Linked DNA regions of Zea mays: region 2 is linked to region 1. A link is a contact called in public Hi-C data. All regions are on one chromosome and are shown on one strand. The core of a region is the stretch at or near the end of the contact, and the rest is flanking DNA. Distances in the headings are between cores, read along the strand shown.

Region 1 (6,910 bases), core at 3,105-5,604:
AATCTATCTGCAACAAAGTGTGTTGCATCGGCCATTGAAAATGCTTCAGAACCTCGTAAGCGTGCCAAGATCTACAACATAGGTCATCATGAATGTCTCATTCAAAGTGATGATTACTAACAAGAATATATATAGAAATAATATAGTTACCTTCTTCTGACGCTTGACAACATCATCATCCAAATGATGGCTTAATAGAATACTGACATGGGCCATATCCTTCCTTCTTCTAGAATCTTTTCTCTGCTGATTTGGTAGTACATTTTCAGGATCTAGCTTCAGCAATTCTCTCGCAACAGAAGCTTTTGACAAGTTTCTACTTGAGCCTTTTGATGGATTCGCAGGACTAAAAGTGGGTGACAATTCATTAACCACTTTTGACGGTGTTTTCATGGAACGATTTGGAACTTGAGGATTGTTTTCTGGTGATTTACTTGTATCCTCGTCATGGGAGGATTCCTTCGGTCTCTGTGCAGAGCTAATGACATCAGAAGAAGTTTTGCTGTCACCACATACAGAAAAATTAAGTACAGGAGAAGCAGCTAATGACTTCTCTAATATGCTGGACAGCATAGAAGCTGATCTCCCATGGGAAGGTTCCCTCTTTGCATACTTTAGCAGGTCAGAAACACTTCTTACAAAAATCCGCCTTTTCTTGTATGGTCTTGCCACTTCTGATGGTATTTCATGATTTGCAGCTGCTGCAGAAGTTGACAGTATCAATTTTGTAGGCGTTCTTCGCCGTTTGGGATGCAATGGGATATCTCTGCAGGTAACATCAGTTGTTGGTTCAACTCTGTGTGTTTCAAGGTTTTGAGCATTATTTACACTGGTCCGTTGAGTGCTTCCATCCTTAGATTGCTGAAGATCTTGATCATTATTTGTACAAATCTGCTCTGTGCTTTCTTTTTCAAAATAACTCAAACCAGATTCAATTGCAATTCGGTTATTTTGCACTTGCTGAATAGTGGAGCTGTCACCGGTCAATTTCTTGCCTCTCCTCAAGTGTTTATTAGAGAACTCGATAAATGCAGAAGGGTCATTCCTACCACAATGCCTAGTTCGGTGAGCAATAGGTGTCCCGTGGTACTTATTTTCATCAATAAATTCCTTTGAAACTTTGCTTTTCTCAGGTACAGACTTTGTTTGCTTATGCTTCACTTTTACTATAGGCTCAGAACTTTCTTGCACCTTTGATCCTCTTAGTCTTTCTTTCTGAGGCTTGGTACTGAAGTCAGGTACTTTTCTTCTCTTAGAACGTGTTGTGACACCTTCCTGGATGTTGCTAGTTCTCTGAGAACCATTCTTCAAATGACTTTTAGCTATTCCAGACTTCTCAGCCATCGTATCTCTATTGAGCAGAGGTTGATCTTCAGCAGATAAACTTTTAGCAGGTGAACATTGTACCAGGGCCTCCATAGCTTCAACAGCCATTTGAGTATCTGGACCAACATCATTCAAAGCTACATCAGCCCTTTCCTGTTCTTCCAACGATTTGGCATTTGATAGGTTATCTAAGTCCTTCAAAAGGTTTTTCTTAGTCCTGCTTCCATAAGCCTGCTTACTCTTTACGTCACTTTTGAATAGTCTTGAATGTGATAAAGGAATAGTTTCCAACCTCCCAGGTAGTTTGGAATTTCTTTTGTTCATGGCTTCCCCTATTTTATTTTCTCCACATGATTTTTTTGTGGAAGGTTTCTTTGCTCTGGTATAATGACTCTTTGGTTCACCTCTACCAATTGGTTTTGGCAACAAGATGTCTCTGTTTTTACTGAAAAAGTCACCTCCTCCCTCATCTTCAAGGTTATCCACAAATTCAAATATTTCGGCCTTCCCATTTGAACTTCTACCAAGGTCAACCTTCTCAGCCAACATTAAAGTACCCCTCTTACTTGAAGCATGTGGCTTTGCTATTTCCAATTTATTTGGGATGGTTTCTTGAGATGATAATCCACAATTTATTGAAATCAACCTGTCCACAACATCAAAAGCATTTGCTTGTGACAGATCACCAGGCTCTTGTGATCCAGCGTAGCTTAATCCAGCAAGACATCTGCTGTTCTTTTCTCCATCCTCAGCTGTTGTGTCAGCAAAAAGCTTTTTTGCCGTTGAGCACTTGTCTCTGCTTTTAGCTCCACCTTTATCATGGTTCTGTACATAACCATGAGAGTCATTATCAACCTCACCAAAGGATGTGCTACATTTAGTAGATTGATCTACAACTTTCGGCATGGGGTGTATTGCATCAGAGGCCATTTGTTTCCCTTGCTTCATACAGTTCACAGACATAGTGTCCCGAGGTTCAGAAATTCCACATGTCAGTACTGATGCAACACGAACAAAAGGTACTTTCATATGAAGGTGACCTAGATGTTGCACATATGTTGGCATTAGAAAAAAAATTAAGTGTTGGAATATAATACAAGTGAATTGTCCACCTCCTCCTTTCAGCTAAATATTTTGGGTTGGACTGGTTAGTGCCTTCACTCTAATATGATATCAGAGCCAAAGCTCACGAGTTCGAATCCTGGCTAGCACAATTAAATAAAATAATTGTTGCTCGCACTTATTCCACGTCTGAGACCCAAGAGAGGCTCAACGTGAGGGGGGTGTTGGAATATAATACAAGTGAATTATCCACCTCCTTCTATTAGTTTAAGCTTTTGGGTTGGACTGGTTAGTGTGTTCACTCTAATATTAAGTTTCACTAAGAAGACCAAAAAAAATTAAATCTAATAAACTAAGCATTTCTTAGAAATAAGTGTAGTATATATAAAAGAAAATCAGGTGCAATTCTTCATTATGTTCAAACCAGAGCTCCAGAACACTTTACAAAACTCTAAAAGTGAAGTTCTACCTTTAACATAAGGAACAAAACAAGTGGTCTCTGGAATACTTTGATCTTTAGGCCTCCCTCAAACTCAAAACTGATTAAATTACAGGCACTTCTATAAGAATTTTACATTGTAAATTTTATAGAATGATCGTAATGAATTTCTATGTGACAAAGATAGCAATAACAACAGATTCAGTAGCTGGTAACTAACCTGAATCTGTGTCACCCTCCTCGTCCGTCGATGCATCAGAATCCACCAAATTATTATCATCATGCTTCCTTATCTCTCCAGTTAACCCCTCGATTCTTCCTTCCATTCCGAACTTCACATCCCTTTTATCCATTCCTGACTTCACAACCCTCTCATCCCCTGAGAGGCTCTCATTGTCACTTAGGACAACGGTGCCATCACTCAACTCATAGTCACCTATATCTTCGTCAGAGTCTTCAACCAACTGGGTCTTCCCCCACTCACCAAGATCATGTTCACCATGACCATTTAATCCATCCTTGTCGGCATCCTCCTCAGGTTCCTCAACCAACTGGGTCTCAACCATGTCTCCAACAATGTTGTTCACTCCATCCACCTCACATTTTTCATCCAACTGGGTCTTGGTCCATTTGTTGGCATTATCATCCACGCCACCACCAACGTCGCCTCCTTCTTCATCTTCCACCTGCTTCGTCTTCACTGGGTCACCGTCATTGCCATGATCCTCATCGCCACAGCCACCATCCTCGTTGCCACTATCCATCAACTGTGTCTCCGTCCAATCGCCAGCCACACCCTCCTCCACCTCGTCTATTAACTGGGTCTCAGCATCATCCAGAGGCTGTGTTTCGTCGTACAGGGCCCAATCATCCGCCTCGCGTTGTGTCTCATCGCCATCACTCGGAGGAGAACCTGATGACGCAATGCACATCCACAAAAAAAATAGCGCCTTCACACCAATCGCCCACAGAACCACAACCAATAAACAAGGTGCGCTCACCTAACGGAGGTGTCCCGCCGTCCAGGACTTGGGTATCCCCGCCACCACAGTCATTGCCGGCCTCGCCGCGCATCGCATCACGGGTAGGACAGGGCTTAGTGTTGCGGACGGGGATTCGACCGAACCCCCATAGATACTCGGAGAAAGACGAAGACTGACCCAATCGGACCACGGATGCCTTGGCCCGTAGAGATTGGGCGCAGCGCACGGCACAAACCCAAAACGAATTGAACGGAAGGAGAAGGGAAATCTTGGAACGAAACCGACTCCTAGGACAACCCGCCCCGGCTCCGAAACAGTAAAGGGCGACGAAGTAGAGGAGGAAGAGAGCGACGCCTCTCGACGAGAGGTGCGCACGGCCGGGAAAATATCTGGTCTGTTGTGCGCGAGTTCCGCGGCGGCGATGCGGCGCGCACGGCGAGTCGTGGCGGCGGGAAAAGAGGGAGTTGCGGAGCACGGAGCGGGGAGTACGCGCGGGGACCGGAGGGCAGGGGAAAACCCTGAATTCCTGAACGGCTCGATTTCTACATTCAAAAGAAAGTCGCATGGATGATCAAGATATATAATCTTGTTGGCGCCCATCTAACCGTCGATCACTGCAATATATACCCGTGGTGGTGCTCTCTACAGCAGCCTAGACAGTCCGCAGCCGAGTACCGGACGGTCCGTGGCCTGGCACAGAGGTGAGAGTTCCCTGCTGACGAGCCAGACGGCTCATGCCTGGAGACCGAACGGTCCGCACGTACACAAGGATGACGGTATTTGTCAACAATATCTGGATCTCGCTTCCAGGAGGAACACATCGGGAGGAGAGATCCTAGGTTTATCTTGATATTGGCAGGCCACCTAAGACGCTTCTATACAACGTAGAACCGGAGAGAGGTGAAGATTAGGGGGAGAAAGCTACATTATTGTCTACTCTTAGGTAAAAAGGTAAAGAACGGAAGATATATTAACTGTAATTCGATTGTTGATGTTTACATTCGATTGTACCCCTTAATAATATATAAGGGGGTCTAGACTTATAAGGGGGTCTAGACCCGTTCCTAGGCGTCTCCCAACAGCAACCGCGGATATATAGGGATAAACACGCGCGGAAAATGAATTAGTTGCGCTTGATCCGATCTAATCGCAGATCGTCTGCGTCTAAGGGAAGACCGTTCGCGGGCCGGACCGTCCGATCGTGCCAAGTGTCACAAATGGTGCTCAACACATGCCCCTTGCCTTTTGGATAATCCTTTCGGAGAAGCTGAGCAAACCAAAAGCACTGGTGCAGGTTGGAATCAACTCGATGTGAACATATCAGTTTTCTTAAGCATCTTGTCACATATTAGGGTGATATTGCTTCAGGAAACGATCGTTCAACACCTTGGCAAGTATTCACTTTGCAATGTTTGCAATATGTAGGCGTTACCAGTTATTACCTGTGTGATCTTGTAAAGACCGTCCCAGATTGGCGACCATTTCCCGAATTTTTGGTCTCTGCTCCTTAGTGCCAACATGGTATTCTATATCAGGTCTCCTATTTGGAATGACTTAGTCTTGACCTTCTTATTGTAAGATTTGACGACCATGATCTTGTCTTTCTCGATCTCTCCCAGAGTTGTTGTTGGGTACCTGCGAACAGGGTACCCAAAGAGGCCTGGGGACCTCCCAAAGACGGCCCACCTGTCAGGCAGCTTGGCAGGAAGGTACAAAAGGCCACCTGGGGACAGCCCGCCAAGCCAAGTCGACCCGCCCGCCGAACAAATATCTGTCGAGCAACTCAGCAAGGCGGGGCTGCCGAGCAGCCTGCCTGCCGAGCAACCCAGCGAGGCGAGGCTGCCGACCAACCCAGCGAGGCATGGATGCCGACCAACCTACCCACCGAGCAACCCAGCGAAGTGAGGCTGCCGACCAACCTGCCCGTCGAGCGACCCAGCAAGACGACACCCCGCTCTGAAGAAGAGCTGACCTAGTAATGGCAAGCCACGTCGACACGATGGGACATCACCGAGCCATGCCCGGACTGTGGAAGCGGTACCAAGGGGACTCTTTCAAGCACGACACCGGATACACATCTCCACTGACTAGTGGGGACCGAACAACCCAAGTCGTAGAGACCTCAAACATCAGGGTCTCTACAGTGACCCATACACCGGGAGGGATAGAGCAATACCTCGTACCAGACATAGACCTACGCATGATGGAGGGTGACGCTCAGAGGATGACGGAAGACAAAGTTGGACTGAAGACATCCCTAATCCACGCCATGAGCTGACTCAACAGAACCCACCGAACTACGCCACTTCTAAATCGGAGTAGCTACAGGAACCCGTCGAAAGGCGGGTGGGACATGACGCCACACCAAAGGTACAACAGTGCACGCCTCGTCAAATGACTCCATAGGGGCTACGAGGTCCGAAAGCATGACCCAATAGTCGGGACCATAGGGGCTATGAGGCCCTGAAGCGGGAGGCCAAACTCCCCCAGTAGAATACTAGTCCTCATTGTAACGTCTACCCTTGGGCAATAAAAGGGCAAGACAACCTCCATCCAAACATCATCCCATATCTCCAAGACTTCACACAAGCACCTAGTTGTAACACGTTCCAAGTAATACCACGATCAGCACCGCACTGAACTAGAGCTCCGGCCGGAAACAGTATAACCGACTCGCCTCAGATCCACCCTTGATCCTCCCATAGCTCACCATTCGAAGTGAGTCGGTGTTAACACCCCTATCGTACATAAATCTTATTGTCCTCTGGTACCAGAAACCACGACAATTGGCGTACCAGGTCAGGGGTCGACGGGTCGTTAGCATGCCAAGTGACACCTGCCACTCTGATGGCGCAATAATCAACGTTCGCTGGAGGTGAGACCTTCGCGCCAGGGAGTCACATCACGTTCGGCACCCTCGACTTCCTCACCACCTCCACCGGCGAACTCCGCCTCTCTGTCCCCAGCATTCCCATCGTCGTCGGGTTAGGCCCAGTCCGCTCCACCAGAAGCAAGGCGGATAAGTAACGCCTTAAGAAGCGTCCCGCCGCCCTCATGCAGCGCCTCAACCAGCACGCCACCACCACCAAACAGCGGAAAG
Region 2 (6,910 bases), core at 3,150-5,649, 160 kb after region 1:
CCGTGGTAGAAGTCCTCGATCACGGTGGCCTCCGTGACGTTGGGGATGTGATTCCTCATAGTTTGAAAACGCTTCAAGAACGAGTGGAGGGGCTCGTCGCTTCGGCGTTTCATGGATTTGAGGTCCTAGGGTTACGCTGGCTTGTTGGAAAGGGATTGGAAGTTCGAGACAAACCGGTGGCAGCAGTCGGCCTAGCCGTCGATGCAATGGCGGCGAAGGTGTTAGAGCCACTGTAGCGCATCCTACCCAAGGACGATGGGTAGGTACGTTGTCATGATGTCCTCTGTTTCCCCGGTGACTTGGGCGACGAACGTATAGACGACTAACTAGCTGCCCCGATCTTGCTTGGGCTTGTACTTATCGACGTTCGAGATCTTGAAGTTAGGCGGCCATTGAATCGCTCGGAGCTGGGAGTGGAAGGTGTCACACCCTGTTTAAGGGCAAACTCGAGTGCATCTCATATGTGCGTCAAACAAGATCAACACATACAATGACTCAGTGTATAGAGACGAATGACCCATATTTATTACATAACGAAAATGTCTTACAAAATAACTAATAATAAATAAATCAAACTAATCGACAATAGTTGACTAGGAGACGACACCTAGATCTCGTTGAACTCGTCATAGTAGTCCTCCTCCGGCGGCACCTGCTTTTCACCTATGGGTGGGGGGTTACCGCAAGGGTGAGCTCACATACGTTCATCGCTCAACCAATTGTGGGGAATAATGTGCATGAGCTCACTTACGGGGGGCTCATGTGAAATGTAAGGATTATCAACAAATAAGGGCTAAGGCTGAGCATTGCTTTTAACAAGTTGGTCAACATTTTATCAGCAGTTACTAAGTATAAGTGTATACCAACCCAATTAAATAAGAGATCGCATATGACAGATTAACGTTTAATTTCATAAGTTGCTCATGTGAGGGTCCGAGCCGCTCATGACCGTGAGCACGGCTGATATACCAGTTTTACACTCTACAGAGGTTGCACATCTTTACCCACAAGTTGTGTTACCCGTCTACCAAGGGGTCTAGAAGTCCCATTCATCTCTACCGAGTAAACGAGGTAGGGTAGCAGTACGAGGCCTTTACAAAGTTCCACTAGCTTCAGAAAACCCGCTACGTTTTCTACGAGAAGAGGGCAATATTGGGAGCCCTCGTCCGAAAAGCCATTGCTGCATGATCGACCCGAGAACCTCCCTATACCAGCAGCTCCTCACACCGCAGTTGTCATTTCGGGTAAGGTAGTCTGCCACTAGCTTTCCTAATTAATCCACCAAGGGTGTCCCATTCCACCCTTATGGTAGCACTATTTTCCTGGGTGGTTCTCCATGTTCCGATTAACAACATGATCTTATCGTGAACCATAAATAATCCAACAATAATAATAAGCATGATCGTAATTCAGATATAACATTAATCCCAAAACCAAGTAGAGCAATAGCAAAACAACCCAATAGTTCATTTGTATGCAAGGTATAGGGTGAACAAATCTAGGGTAACCTATTAGGTTCCACCAAATTAACCTAAGCATGTCAAGGTGATTATAGATAACATTATTATGTAAAGAAGAGTGATCAAGGCACAACTTGCCTTCTATGAGCTCCTGCTCAGATTCTTCTACTTGGGTGGCTTTAGGTACCTTGGGCGCTTATTCGTCTATTCGCAACAATACAAACAAACAATATAGAGACATAAATTAACATTACACCAATAATGAAACAACTCCATAACAGTATTCTACGCATTGCTATGAAATCGTAGGATCGAGAACCACTAAATTCGGACTTAAAACGAAGGAGTTATGGGTAAAACAATGTTTTTAGGTGCAATAACTTGAATAGACTTAGGTTACGCAATACTTAATTATAAAGATATGTGACAAGGTATAAATGATGGTTTTACTACATATGAAATTTTATTACGAAGCTAACGCGACTAGAACGGGTTCGATCAGAGTTAAAACGAGGAAAACATGGATTTTCTAAGCTTTTATGCAGTTTTATATTAAGTTTTATGCCTAAAAATAAATTCTAGGGCTGAACCACAAAGTTGCCAATTCTTTTTAGTTGTTTTACAATAGAGAATGGATGACATGTTAAATTTTCTAAAAGCATATGGTTTTATCTATAAAAACCGAGGGCCCAATTTAAAGGTGCTATAACCCACACTGGAATGGCGGGTTGATTTTGTAATTCCACAGGGACTTTTAGCAAAATCCCCATGGTTGAAGGGGTATGGTGTGTGAAAGTCGCCTGGAGGGGGGTGAATAGGCGAAACCTGAATTTTATCAACTTTAAACACGCACTACGGCCGGGGTTAGCGTTAGAATTAAATCGGAGTGCAGAAGATTGTTTTTCTTGCTATGAGTTGCTCAAATTGATGGGTATAACCTTGGGAGCAAACTCAAATCAATATTAGCAAGGAAACTTTTAGAGAGAGAAAAGAGGGGGAACAAATCAAGTCAAGATCAACAAGTGAACATGGTGATTTGTTTATCGAGGTTTGGTTCCAAAGAACCTAGTCCCCATTGAGGAGGCCACAAAGGCCGGATCTATTCCAACCCTTTTCCTCACTCAATCGGTCACACAGACCGGTCGAGGCTTCTTCTTAATCACTTGGGTCACTAAGACCCTACAAGGATCACCACACACTTAGGTTTCTCTTGCTAGCTTTGCGAATCACTTATTAGAATAAGAATAGAAAGGAGAAAGCAATCCAAGCAACAAGAGCAACAAAAGAACACAAAACACTCTCTCTCAAGTCACTAAGCGATTGAGTTGACTTTGAGACTTGGAGAGGATTTGATCTTTGAAATGTGTCTTGGAGTGAAGTCTTTTGCTCTTGCAATGAATGTGATGTTCAGAATACTTGGATGCCATTCAAGGAGGTAGTTGGGGGTATTTATAGCCTCCAACTAATTTCTAGCCGTTGGCTGAGTTTGCTGGCGATGGGCACAACGGACAGTCCGGTGGTGCACTGGACCTGTACTGTTCACTGTCCGGTGCGTGCCATGTCAGCACGTCCGTTGGGGTTTAGAGCGGCTTGACCGTTGGAACCTTTGTCCTGTAGCTGCACCGGACAGTCCAGTGTGCTCTGACTTCTCTGCTCTGATCTCTGTCGCTCACTGTTCACCATTGTCCACTTTAGACAGATGACCGTTGGCACCAGGTTACCGTTGCTCCATTGGCTCACCAGACATGTCCTGTGCACACCGGACAGTCCGGTGAATTATAGCAGAGCGCGCCCTGAGAAAACCCGAGAGTGGCATGTTCGCTTGGTGCTCGGCCTGGTGCACCAGACACTGTCTGGTGCGCCACTTGGCAGCAGACTCTCAAGTCTTGCTCCAAATATTGTTAAGTCCCCAACTTAATTTCTTTCTTGGTTTGTGTTGAACCTTATGCACCTAAGATAAATGACATCTAGTTAAAACTAGTTAGTTCACATGGTTTGTGATGAGCGTCAACCACCAAAATCGATTATAAAAAATGATTAAGCTCATTTCCCTTTTAGTGTGATCTAGGCTGTTTGATCTACCATCAACCGCCCAGAATAGCTCCATCTTACACAATAAACCGTTTCGCACGATGATTGTTGTATGAGGTATCTACGGTTGATAATCGCCCACTGCCTCCGAACGATCCTGGCCAGATGCGAGCGGATCAACGGCTGGGATTTAATAAAGCAGGAGGGTATGCCCATTCTAATCTGATCGTTGATCAAGCGATCAATGTCTAGGGTTAGCTTCATCTACCCCGAACCAAGAACGACAGAGCCGCCTAGAATCCCAGTGGGTTCTTGCCACCGCAAAGTGATTCTCCGCGTAGGTATGCGACATCCCACCTAGACCGATGCTACACGATGCTGGGAGGAAAGCGAGTCGGTCTAGAGGTTTCTCACCCGTGTTTATGCTGTGTAGACCCCTGACCACGACGGAGATGCGGCTCGACGGCGGAGTGCAACAACAACGAACAATTGCTCGATCCAAGCTTGGTTCCCCGTCTCGATGGTTCACGGCCATGACCCCTAGGTTCTGGTGAATCTCCCCGACCGCCTAATAGGGTCCGGTGCGATCGCGGTCGATTTGTGCTAGCAGCGGACGCCACTGACTCCCTCTTCTTCCTCACGGTCGGTGGCTCGGTTGTTCGGGAACGGAGGGGCACGAGCCGAGACTTATAGCCATGGCAAGGGGGAGGGGTGCGAGATTTTCGAGTCGATTGTGCGAGCTGGATACTCCCTGGCGAGATGGTTACATCGCGCGCTCAATTGCACCGAAGCATTCTGTTACAAGGTGGAAGATGCGCTAACAATGTGGGCCCACTCGACAGTGTCCAGGAATATGTGCGAGCGGCTCCGGGGAAGCAGGGGCTGGCATGCGTGACCCTAGTGGTTAGTGGGACCAGGCATGCTCGGCTGAGTCGCGATGGCGCACGTCCCACCCATCAGCGTGCAAGGGAGGTGAGGCCTAGGAGAGGAATTGGGATGGGGGTTTTACTAGGCTGAGGAGACGTAAAGGTGGGCTGTTAAGGAGGGGTTTTAGCCCAGGTGCAGAGCAATTCTTTCCTTTTCTTTTTCTTTTGTTTTGTTCCTTTTTTCTTTTCTTTTTTTATGTTTTATTCCATTTCAATTTTCAAACTCAAATTTGTAATACAAATTTAAATACAAATGCAACAATACAAGACTTCAGCATGGGATGCATATTTATTCAGTTTAATACCTTAGATATGATGATCTATATATATGCTAAATGATCAAACAAATAGTGATATCTTCATAGTGTATGATTACTCATCCTTTCTTCCATAAATCTAGACTATGGATATTACAAAAGGGCAGAGACTCCACATGTCCCTCGAGCCTCCCATCAGTCTTCTCGAGCGCGGTCTCGGTGGCGATCCCTAGGAGGAGACTGATGCCGAGGGTCATGCAGCCTCTCCCGAGCCAATTGGCTGAGTGTTGGGCTGTTTGTAGAGGTTGCCGCCGACTCTGTCTAGGTTACGCGGCTCCGTGCTAGTGTACCATGATCTCGGTCATACTCTTCCCATCACCTCATCTCACTTTTGTGCCAGTGATCGCATGAAGCATTGATGTTGCTCCCCGCGTCTCACCGACTGTTGATGACGTAGCACATGTCCTGAGCCGGATGAGTGAGGGGAAGAAGATGGTTCACCGCCTGGGTGAGGATCTACTGGTAGCCCTCCGTGTCTGGGGTATGGGGTAGGCCATTGGCGATTTGAGCCAGAGCACCACTGACTTCACTCGGTGTGTTCAGGGCTCGGGTGAAGTCGATCAGTAGGTTTCAGGGAAGGGACGGGTTCGCGTGTTGGTGCCTGGCGTTGCGCTCCACTCTTTCCCGCTCTCGATCCTAGGTGTGGCGACGATCGCGGCATTAGGAATTGCGGCGCTCGTGGAGCGCCCTGTCGTGAGAAGTATCTCTTGCTTCAGATGCCTGGTCTCGGGATACAGGTTGCGTGGGGTCCCATTCTCCGGCCTCATGATGACGCTGAACGTTACGGCGCCAGTTCCGGCGTTGGCGTCTGTAACACCCTGAATTTGAGGGTATAAAATTTCTTTCTAAATATCTACCAAATTCATGTGTTACCTCTTGTCTATTTCTCTTTAGTCTCTCTCACTCTTTCCTTTGATTAGAATTAAGTTAATTAGGAGAGGGATAAATTATTTATTTTGTCAAAACAATGTGAGTCAAGAAATGTTGCATCATGCTGAGCCTAAATTATTCTTTTGTTTGATGCACATGTTTCAAATTGTTTGAATTTGTATTTCATTTGAATTTGGTTAGAAAACCCTAGAGTAAATAAAATAGAAAGCATTTGGAAATTCTAGGAAAATAGAAAATCCCATTTTGGCCCAGCTAGCCCAAGCCAGCCCAGCCGCGCGCGCCCGCGCCCGCGCCCGTGCACCAGCCCTCCCTGGCAGGTGACCCTCGCCTGTTGGCGCCCTCTCGCGCCCGCTCACTCTTCCCCTCTCCCTCTTGCTGCCCAGTGGGTCCGACTTGTCGGCGCCGATCTCCTCCACGCACACGCATCTTCTTTCGCTGTCCCACGGGTCCCGCTCGTCAGCCCGGCCGCCCGTTCGCTCGCCCGCTCTCGCTGACCGGTGGGTCAAGTCTGTCGGACCCTTCCACTCCGAACCGCCCGCGCACGACCCGCATGTCATCATGGACTCCGCGCTCACAACACATGCTGAGGCCGCGCCCGTCCCTACCTCGGCCTTTTCCTAGTTGTCCAGCACCTGATCGCCCTCCTCTTCCTTCACTCGAGCACTCGCAATCCTCAGCACTCTCCTCACACCGCGCGCACGGCCAGAGAGTTCCGTCGCCGCTCGCCGTGGTTCACCGCTCATTCTGCGGCTGTCATAGTCTCTGTCGCGCTCGCTGCCTTGGTGAGCTCCTCCTCTTCGTCAGTAGCTCGGGACACCCCTCGCTTTTCCCCCAACCCTTCTTGTTCGCCCGGTCCGCGCTCACTGGCGTCCTCTCCGTGTAGTCGAAGCCCCTCCGTTGTCGACCCGAGGTCTCCCTGCATCCCCACCATTGATCAAGCGCTCCTGAGTCTGTACTCAAGGTGAGCCATCCTTCCATGCCCTTATTTGCCCAGTTACTACCCTAGTGTCCTCGTAGTTGCTCGCCGGAGCGAGTTTACACCGCCGTTGAGCCGCTCCGTCGTGGTCTATGCCGCTGCGCCGGTGTCGTGCCCACGGCTGAGTCCACCATGTCGCCCTTAGCGATACACCCAGCCTAGGTGGGGTTGGCCGAGGCCCAACAAATTAGGGTTGCCCGGAGCCCAACAGTTCATTAAGCACACCCAACTCAAGGAAAGGCCCAATCGCCCCAAAAGACTAGTCCAATAGGGGAAGGGTGGCTCTCCCTTTTAAAGTGGCTTCCTCCT

What was found. Hi-C and Micro-C count contacts between places; a contact is called where the count stands out from the background.
Region 2: a contact with region 1 is called in a Hi-C map of leaf, with 2.7 times the contacts expected there. The contact joins the enhancer-like site here to the promoter of LOC103641379 in region 1. A contact is called at or near these places in 9 of 25 Hi-C or Micro-C datasets (ear, endosperm, leaf and 3 more).

Annotation. Positions count from the first base shown.
Region 1 is chr10:91,366,825-91,373,734 of Zm-B73-REFERENCE-NAM-5.0, forward strand. LOC103641379 reads right to left here and starts at 4,355. Exons shown (of 8, transcript XM_008664734.2): 1 at 3,829-4,355; 2 at 3,048-3,740; 3 at 151-2,366; 4 at 1-71. The coding sequence starts at 3,901.
Region 2 is chr10:91,530,257-91,537,166 of Zm-B73-REFERENCE-NAM-5.0, forward strand. No RefSeq gene overlaps it. Among protein-coding and RNA genes, the nearest start is that of LOC103641383, 94 kb to the right of the region's middle. Within about 2 kb of position 4,400, at least 16 of the 20 cell types and tissues checked have an H3K27ac peak or open chromatin away from gene starts, as enhancers often do. A contact at or near this core is called in ear, leaf, seedling and 1 more, where this site is marked.